Linked DNA regions of Mus musculus: region 1 is linked to region 2. A link is a contact called in public HiCAR-type data. All regions are on one chromosome and are shown on one strand. Each heading gives the region's core, a stretch centred on a gene start, on an enhancer-like site or on the middle of the called end of the contact. The rest is flanking DNA. Distances are from core to core; before and after follow the strand shown.

The links. HiCAR-type assays count read pairs that join an accessible place to other places.
Region 1: a HiCAR-type map of fibro-adipogenic progenitors shows a contact between it and region 2, with 2.8 times the contacts expected there. The contact joins two enhancer-like sites. A contact is called at or near these places in 1 of 115 datasets of contacts at active chromatin or transcription factors (fibro-adipogenic progenitors) and 2 of 9 other capture datasets (adipose tissue and liver).

Annotation. Positions count from the first base shown.
Region 1 is chr12:70,058,045-70,061,427 of GRCm38.p6, reverse strand. Nin (ninein) reads left to right here. Exons shown (of 29, transcript NM_001081453.1): 5 at 87-277. Among named protein-coding and RNA genes, the nearest start is that of Nin, 43 kb to the left of the region's middle. Within about 2 kb of position 1,702, at least 32 of the 459 cell types and tissues checked have an H3K27ac peak or open chromatin away from gene starts, as enhancers often do. A contact at or near this core is called in adipose tissue and fibro-adipogenic progenitors, where this site is marked.
Region 2 is chr12:69,813,026-69,816,591 of GRCm38.p6, reverse strand. Map4k5 (mitogen-activated protein kinase kinase kinase kinase 5) reads left to right here. Exons shown (of 32, transcript NM_201519.2): 26 at 199-302; 27 at 660-837; 28 at 3,388-3,456. The region is part of intron 2 of 4930512B01Rik (RIKEN cDNA 4930512B01 gene); the gene reads right to left. Among named protein-coding and RNA genes, the nearest start is that of Cdkl1, 24 kb to the right of the region's middle. Within about 2 kb of position 2,046, at least 118 of the 459 cell types and tissues checked have an H3K27ac peak or open chromatin away from gene starts, as enhancers often do. A contact at or near this core is called in adipose tissue and fibro-adipogenic progenitors, where this site is marked.

The DNA of each region.
Region 1 (3,383 bases), core at 453-2,952, 250 kb before region 2:
ATTGCCTTCCAAGGGTACCTTTCCATAGCAGGCACTGTCTCTGTGCAAGTCCTTTGGAGACAACAGAGTTTTTGCTTTGATTTTAGGCCAGCTGAGGTTTTGGAACCCAGATGACCTGAATGCTTCACATGGTGGGTCTTGCCCTCCTCCAGACTGGATAGAAGAGAAACTGCAAGAGGTTTGTGAAGATCTGGGGATCACTCGAGATGGTCACCTGAACCGGAAGAAGCTGGTTTCCATCTGCGAACAGTATGGATTACAGAATGTGGATGGAGCGGTAAGCCCATAGCTGGGGTCTGATTTGGAATAATGAGAAGAGCTTTGTCTGCCCCCAGGCTGGTAAGAGCAGCACTGTGACTTCCTTATTAGAGACACAGCCTGCCTGCCTGCCTGCCTGCCTGCCTGCCTGCCTGCCTGCCTGCCTGCCTGCCTGCTTTCTTGCTTGCTTTCTTTCTTTCTTTCTTTCTTTCTTTCTTTCTTTCTTTCTTTCTTTCTTTCTTTCTTTCTTCCTTCCTTCCTTCCTTCCTTCCTTCCTTCCTTTCTTCCTTTCTTCCTTTCTTCCTTTCTTCCTTTCTTCCTTTCTTCCTTTCTTCCTTTCTTCCTTTTTTTTTCTCCCTAAAAAGACATTCTACAAGATTTGGGAAAGTCATGTTTTGTGGCAGAAATCAAAGCTGATGTGGCTGAACTTCCTGAATGTATAGTATGGTCACCTACTGTGCTAAGTATGTCACCCCACATGAGACGCATCAACCAAACCAAACAGTAAAACATGGGAGAATGCAGAGGAGGGATGAAGAGAGCCTCAGGCTTGAGTTAGGAGAACTTTGAAAGCCAGCCTGCTGCATGTTCAGTTCTGGAAAGTTCTCAGTGTCATCTTTGGGCCCTTGGGTAGACTAGAGCAGTTCACAGGACAGGCTGCCTCTCTAGCCGTGGTTTGAAGTTTACATCACGCTGGTGTGAGGAGAGCCTTGGTTATATAGAACAGCCAGACTCTGGCTACGAGGAAATGGGGCCAGGTAGCTTGGTAGTTTTGATAGCACAAAATGTCTTCAAGCCCCAGAGAGTTTATGACGTAAGATTCTGTTTTCCCTTTTTGCTGAAGAATCATGGCAGGATCGTTAGGATTAATGTGGGATTAGCCGTGAAGCTCTACAGAAAAACCTATAATTCTAGGACGTGTCTTTTAGAAGGCTACAAATAAAGATTAGGGGCAGTTAGAGTCAGGAATACAGTCATTGCTCCAGAATCTTTGATTATAATGACATCTGATACCATGTTGGCTGCCTCCTCGGGACAAAGTGGTAGCATATTCCTAACCAAGAAAGAGGCCGATCTTTAAAACCTGCCAAATAGCCTGACTTGCAGAAAATTTCGGTTTTTAGTGTTTTGTTTTTTTTTTTCTTTTTCTCATATGATGTGACCATTATATAAGCCCCTTGACAACCTTTGGAATATCCCAGCAACCCATTTATTTTTCAACGGTGGCTATTGAGTCATAAAATTAAATTAATTGTCCTAATTTCTGAATCAGTCCAGTACAAAGAGTCTTGGGTTGTTTTCTGTTTTGTGTTTTCCCAAGAAACATTGCACAAACTTGAGTTACTGATCTGAGGACAATTTTTGAAATATAAACCGCTGCCACTCACAGGGAGCTGGCGTCCTCTTCTGCAGGGAACTCCTAAAAACTGGATACAAGGGGCACATTCAGTTCTTTCTCTGTGCTGTTGGAATTAGGAAGGCATTGCTCATCAAGCCTGCGCCTGCTTAGTGTTTCCACTCCCTCCCACCAGGAGGAGCGAGGAGGTGCCCTGCACTTCTTAGTTCTTAGCCCAGAGGAACAGGCTGATTAGCATAGAACTTGGGGTCCTGCAACTTTAAACCTGAGAGCAGTTTGAACTCTGTCAGCCCTTTGCAGAGGAAGCCTGTGAGATCACTGCTGCCCCCCCTTTTTGCGGGGGGGGGGGTAGTAGAAGTAGATGAGCTCTCTCTGAAAGTCACACCCCTCATTCCTTTCTCTAAGTGAAGACAGCCAAGAAGGCCGAGTAGGCAGGCTAGCTCCCTCGAGGCCACATCAAACCCAAGGATAACGTTGTTTGACTTGTTCCAGTGTTTTAAAAGCTGGACTTTAAGGTACACTCTTTGAAATTGGAATTTTCCCCTAAGTATTTTGTAATGGCGAGCCACAGTCATCTCCTCCGGAGACCACAGGAGACCATGTGCTGAGCTAGCTTAGTTCTCACCACTTTCTGATGTCTGAAGCCTCCATGCCTCGGCCACTCCCATCACCTCCCAGGACACTGTGGTGTCCCAGTTCTTGGACCCTATTCTGGTACATGTTTCACAGCCTACACCCTGGGAAGTCAGCCATCCACCGACCTGGCCAGTGTGGAAAATGAAAATGCCCTTGTTCCCAAAGAGGGCTGGTCCCTCGGTTGCTCAGGTAACCTGCGTTCTCTTGAGTCCTTTTTAAATTTACATCCCTTTACCCAACACTTCTCATCCTGAGCTCTTGACTTAAAATAACTGGCAAGAGTCTACTTTGGCAAGCTGATGGATTAAGTGATGGGTGTTCAGGCCACGTAGAAAGTTCACTGATTTGGCTAAGGTCAGGCCAGCAATAAGGACATAGTCCATTGCTTTGTCTGGATATTGTGGGCATTTCTGGTTGAATGGTCCTGAAAGCCACTTCCACTAGTACATCGTTCTTTTGATTGGTGAGAATGAGACAGAACAGCTGAAGGCTTTTTGGCAACCTCAGCATCTTGTCCCAAATGCCACCGATCACAGGATTCTGTCAGAACCTGTTTCTTCCCCAGATTTCCAGCCTCTAGAAATTTCCTTGCCTCAGAATCCTCTCCCAAACAAGACATATGTTTCCTATGAATTGGCGTAAAGCACTTGAAATAAAAGTTGTTAGTCTTCTGTCTTCTTGCTTCTCAGTGGCCCAGGCATCCCGAGGGAGCTGGTTAGTAATGCAGTCTCAGGCCCTTCCCTTGGCCTACCGCATCAGTGTGTATTACAGGATCTCTGTTTGATTTCTGTTCTGTTCTTGGAGACCTGTTCCACAATACACTTACCACACAGAGGGAAGAGAGAGTCTCAGTAAAATGTCTGTGCCTTTCCTCCTGTCTGTGGCTTCTGTGACTCACGCTACTTTTTCTCCTGTGGGACTCAGGAACAAACTGTCTCTCTAACAAGCCTCCACATTCCCTGTTATAAGATAAAAATTATAGGATGGCTATCAGAGAGCGCAAAATGGAGAGTCAAACTCCTTCCTCTGTCTACATCTTGAGACCTCCTTTTGCACACACACACAAGATCACTGTAACCCACTCTTGCTCTTTCCTGGGCTAACGCATGAAAATATAACTTCAGGATGTTCT
Region 2 (3,566 bases), core at 797-3,296:
CAGAGTCAGGGGCCTCTCTGTGTGTTCCAGGGGAGTTCCAGACCAGCCAGAGCTACACAGTGAGACCCTGTATAAAAAGAAAAGCCACCTGGCTTTTAGGAGAATAGAGTTCACCTGTTACCTAACCTAATGATACATTCTCACCAAAAGAAATCCAGCGATGTGTGTGTGGCTAGGATTGTTTTTCTTTCTTTTCAGTTAGAAACCCTTACACGGGACATAAGTACCTCTGTGGAGCTTTGCAGTCTGGCATCGTTCTGCTTCAGTGGTATGAGCCGATGCAGAAATTCATGCTGATAAAGGTACATGTGACTCTCTTACAGTTTTTCCTTGAGAAAGCACTGTGCATAACTCCAGTTGGCTAAAGCTGGAATTACTACTATGAGGAACAGCCCCTGAGAGTTAGTAGGAAGTGCGTGTGTTATATTTTATGTTCTTAGTAATATCTTCTCTGTAACTTCCCGTTACTTAATAAGCCTCTGGAATCATCATAGCCATGTGGCCAGTCCTCTTAAGTTTCTCGGAACAACAGTCTTGCTCCTCATCACAGAGAAACGAGCTTTTATAGACAAGGCAGGGTGAGGAGCAACCTTCTAGCTGACCTCATACAACCTGCTGTGAACGAGGGATTGCTTATTCTTCCTGTTTGTCTGTTGCAGCATTTCGATTTTCCTTTACCAAGTCCACTGAATGTTTTTGAAATGCTGGTGATCCCAGAGCAGGAGTACCCCATGGTTTGTGTGGCTATCAGCAAAGGCTCGGACTCCAGCCAAGTAGTTCAGTTTGAGACAATCAACTTGAATTCTGCATCTTCCTGGTTTACAGAAATTGGTGCAGGTGAGTGTTTTTCACTTGGTTATGTTCCTGCTTTTACCTGTATCAGAGGCAGAGACTTAAGGTCAACCATTGTGGGCTTCTAATAAAACTGTAAGCATAGGGGCTGGAGACATGGCTCATTGGTTAAGAGCACTGACTGCTCTTCCAGAGGACATAGGTTCAATGCCCAGCACCCACATGGCAGCCCGTAAGTGTCGGTAGCACCTGTTGCAGGGGCTCGCACACCCTCATACAGGCACACATGCAGGCAAAACACCAAGGAATATAAAATACAAATAAATTATTTAAAAAATAAAAATAATGTTATCATAATTTTCTAAGTAAAAAATTACCTACATTTCTAAATAATAAGAAATTATCTACATATAGTATATGATCTCTGTTTGCCCAAGGGCCTTTTGTTTGTTTGTTTGTTTGTTTGTTTATGGGTGACCCGCTGCCACCATAGTCAGTTTTAGACAACAAGCCTGATATTGTGTAACTCACAAATTTACTGAGAATTTAACCAGCTTGTAAGCCCTGAACTTTGAATACCTGCTTTGTGGACCAAGCTGTAATTCCCAGTAAGGGAAAAGAAGAAAGCCCCTTGCACCTGTTCCTCGCCCTTCTCTGTGGTCTTAATGGCATCTGCAGTTGGGTGTGTGCCTCCTATGAAGCTAACAGAAGGGGTAAAGTTCCTGTCACCAGAGTAAGCAGCCGAAATACAAATGATTCTTGGTTAGGCAAGGACCACAATAAGTGGCTATGGATCTGTTTATTAAAACTGTGATTAGGCCAGGCCTGATGGTGGTGCATGCCTTTAACTTGAACATTCTGGAGGCAAGAGCAGGCAGCGCTTCATAGTCAAAGCCTGTCTCCAAAAGAATTGAAAATAAGAACAACACAAACCCAAGTGATATTTACACCGTAGTCCAGCATGGCGATTGTTGCATAGTTACCCACAGTGATTCCCACCCTCCTCCTTCAGGCTGGTGTGTGGGAGCTTACACTTCTCCATGCTAGAGGTGGATTGAGTCCTCTTTTGAATCTCAGAATTTGAGTTGGTTTTTGAGATTTTGATGTGGTCCAGTGCCTCAAGTGCCACATTATATCCACCTTTAACGTTGTCCCAGCTGAAATACAAACAGTCCAGTAAGTACTTCCTGAGCAAGCCAGGCCTCTGAGGTTATCATGCGCTCGCCTGAGCACACGGACGAGGCCCCTTTCAGTCCAGCTTTGGTCCTCATTAGGCTTTGTTTGCACAAGTGATCGTTGATCCAACCCCAGCTGTGTCTGTTGTTGAGCCAAGAGCCTTTAGCTGGCAAAGCTGTGGCCTTGAAAGGAGCTCTGTTGTAGGAGTCCTTCCTCTGCAGATTCTGACTCATTCCTCATGATCCCTGACTCCCAGGGCAGCCCTCAGCATGGTCACTTCTTGGTATTTGTTGAGTGAGTGAATGAACATAGATTAGCTGAGAAAAATTACATCTGGTGTGTTGCCTGAAAGATGCTTCATTGGTTGTCTTGACAAGGCTGCCTACTGTGCTGCTCAGTGATGTGTCTGTAAGGGACCATGTGCCTGCTGTAGAAATGGGTGACATGACTACCCCCATGGTATGGTTAAGGGGAAACTTTTTATTGCAGATGTGAGAGAGGAAATCTGGGAGAGTCCAGAGCAGAGAGAGAAAGAAATAGGCTGAATGTGGCAGCAGACTAGACAGGGCCAGGGCTATCTGCAAGAGATAGGAGATTAGCAGAGGATAGAAAATAGAGACTGACCGCCTAGTGAGAATCACATCAAGAATAGCAGGGTTATAAAGAGAATGAATAGCTAGCTGCAGGGAGGGAAGCCCAGGAGCTGGAGGGCGTGTTGGGGAGGTGGGAGGGGAGCAGAGCTGGGATGCCAGCATGGGCTCTGAAATGTGTAACAGGAACTTGGGTACTGAAGGAGCCTGGAGGTCAGCACTGGTTTAATATGCTCACACGCACCACAGGTAGCCATATGTCCCCACAGGTAGCCATATGTCCCCTTTGCCAGAGGGAAAGGAAATGGCTCCTTTTGGCAGGTGAGAACTAGTTTCACAAGTTCCTGAGAAATGCTGGCTTCTATCTAACTGCCAGAAATCCTCCTATGTGTATACAGGTTAAGCTCATTTCTGGATATTTGGACTGCCTTTGGGGTTTGGGAAAGTGAAGTTTCCTTTGGACTTGACAGATTCCATCTCTTGTGAGTGCAGAACAAAATCTAAGCACTGTGTGCGTGTATCGTCCTTTCCTTCCACATACCTGCCCTTATCACATCATCACGATAGCCCACCTTTCTAAAGCAAAAGTAGTAATTAGGGCAGTATTGATTTTAGCTCAGGTATCCATTTCCGAGCTGAGCTGATGTTTGTTCTTCTAAACTGAGGTACATACTTCTTCTTTGTTGTTGTTTTGTTTTGCTTTCTGCGATAGCATGACACGATGCAGCTTTCACCATATTTCAAGTAAATCTCAGGAAGATTCAGACTTTGTTGGTTTCTAAGCCTGCTTCACTGAGTCTGTTGTTAACGGTAACCTTTCCCCACTTAGGCAGCCAACAGCTGGATTCCATTCATGTGACACAGTTGGAGAGAGATACTGTTTTGGTGTGTTTAGACAGTAAGTATTATTTTGAAGTTTATTTTGAATGTACTACTTGATAAAGCAACCCCTTTTAGTGAAATTAAACTGTTATTCAGGCCCTTTCTCTTTAAGTGACCTGGTTGTAT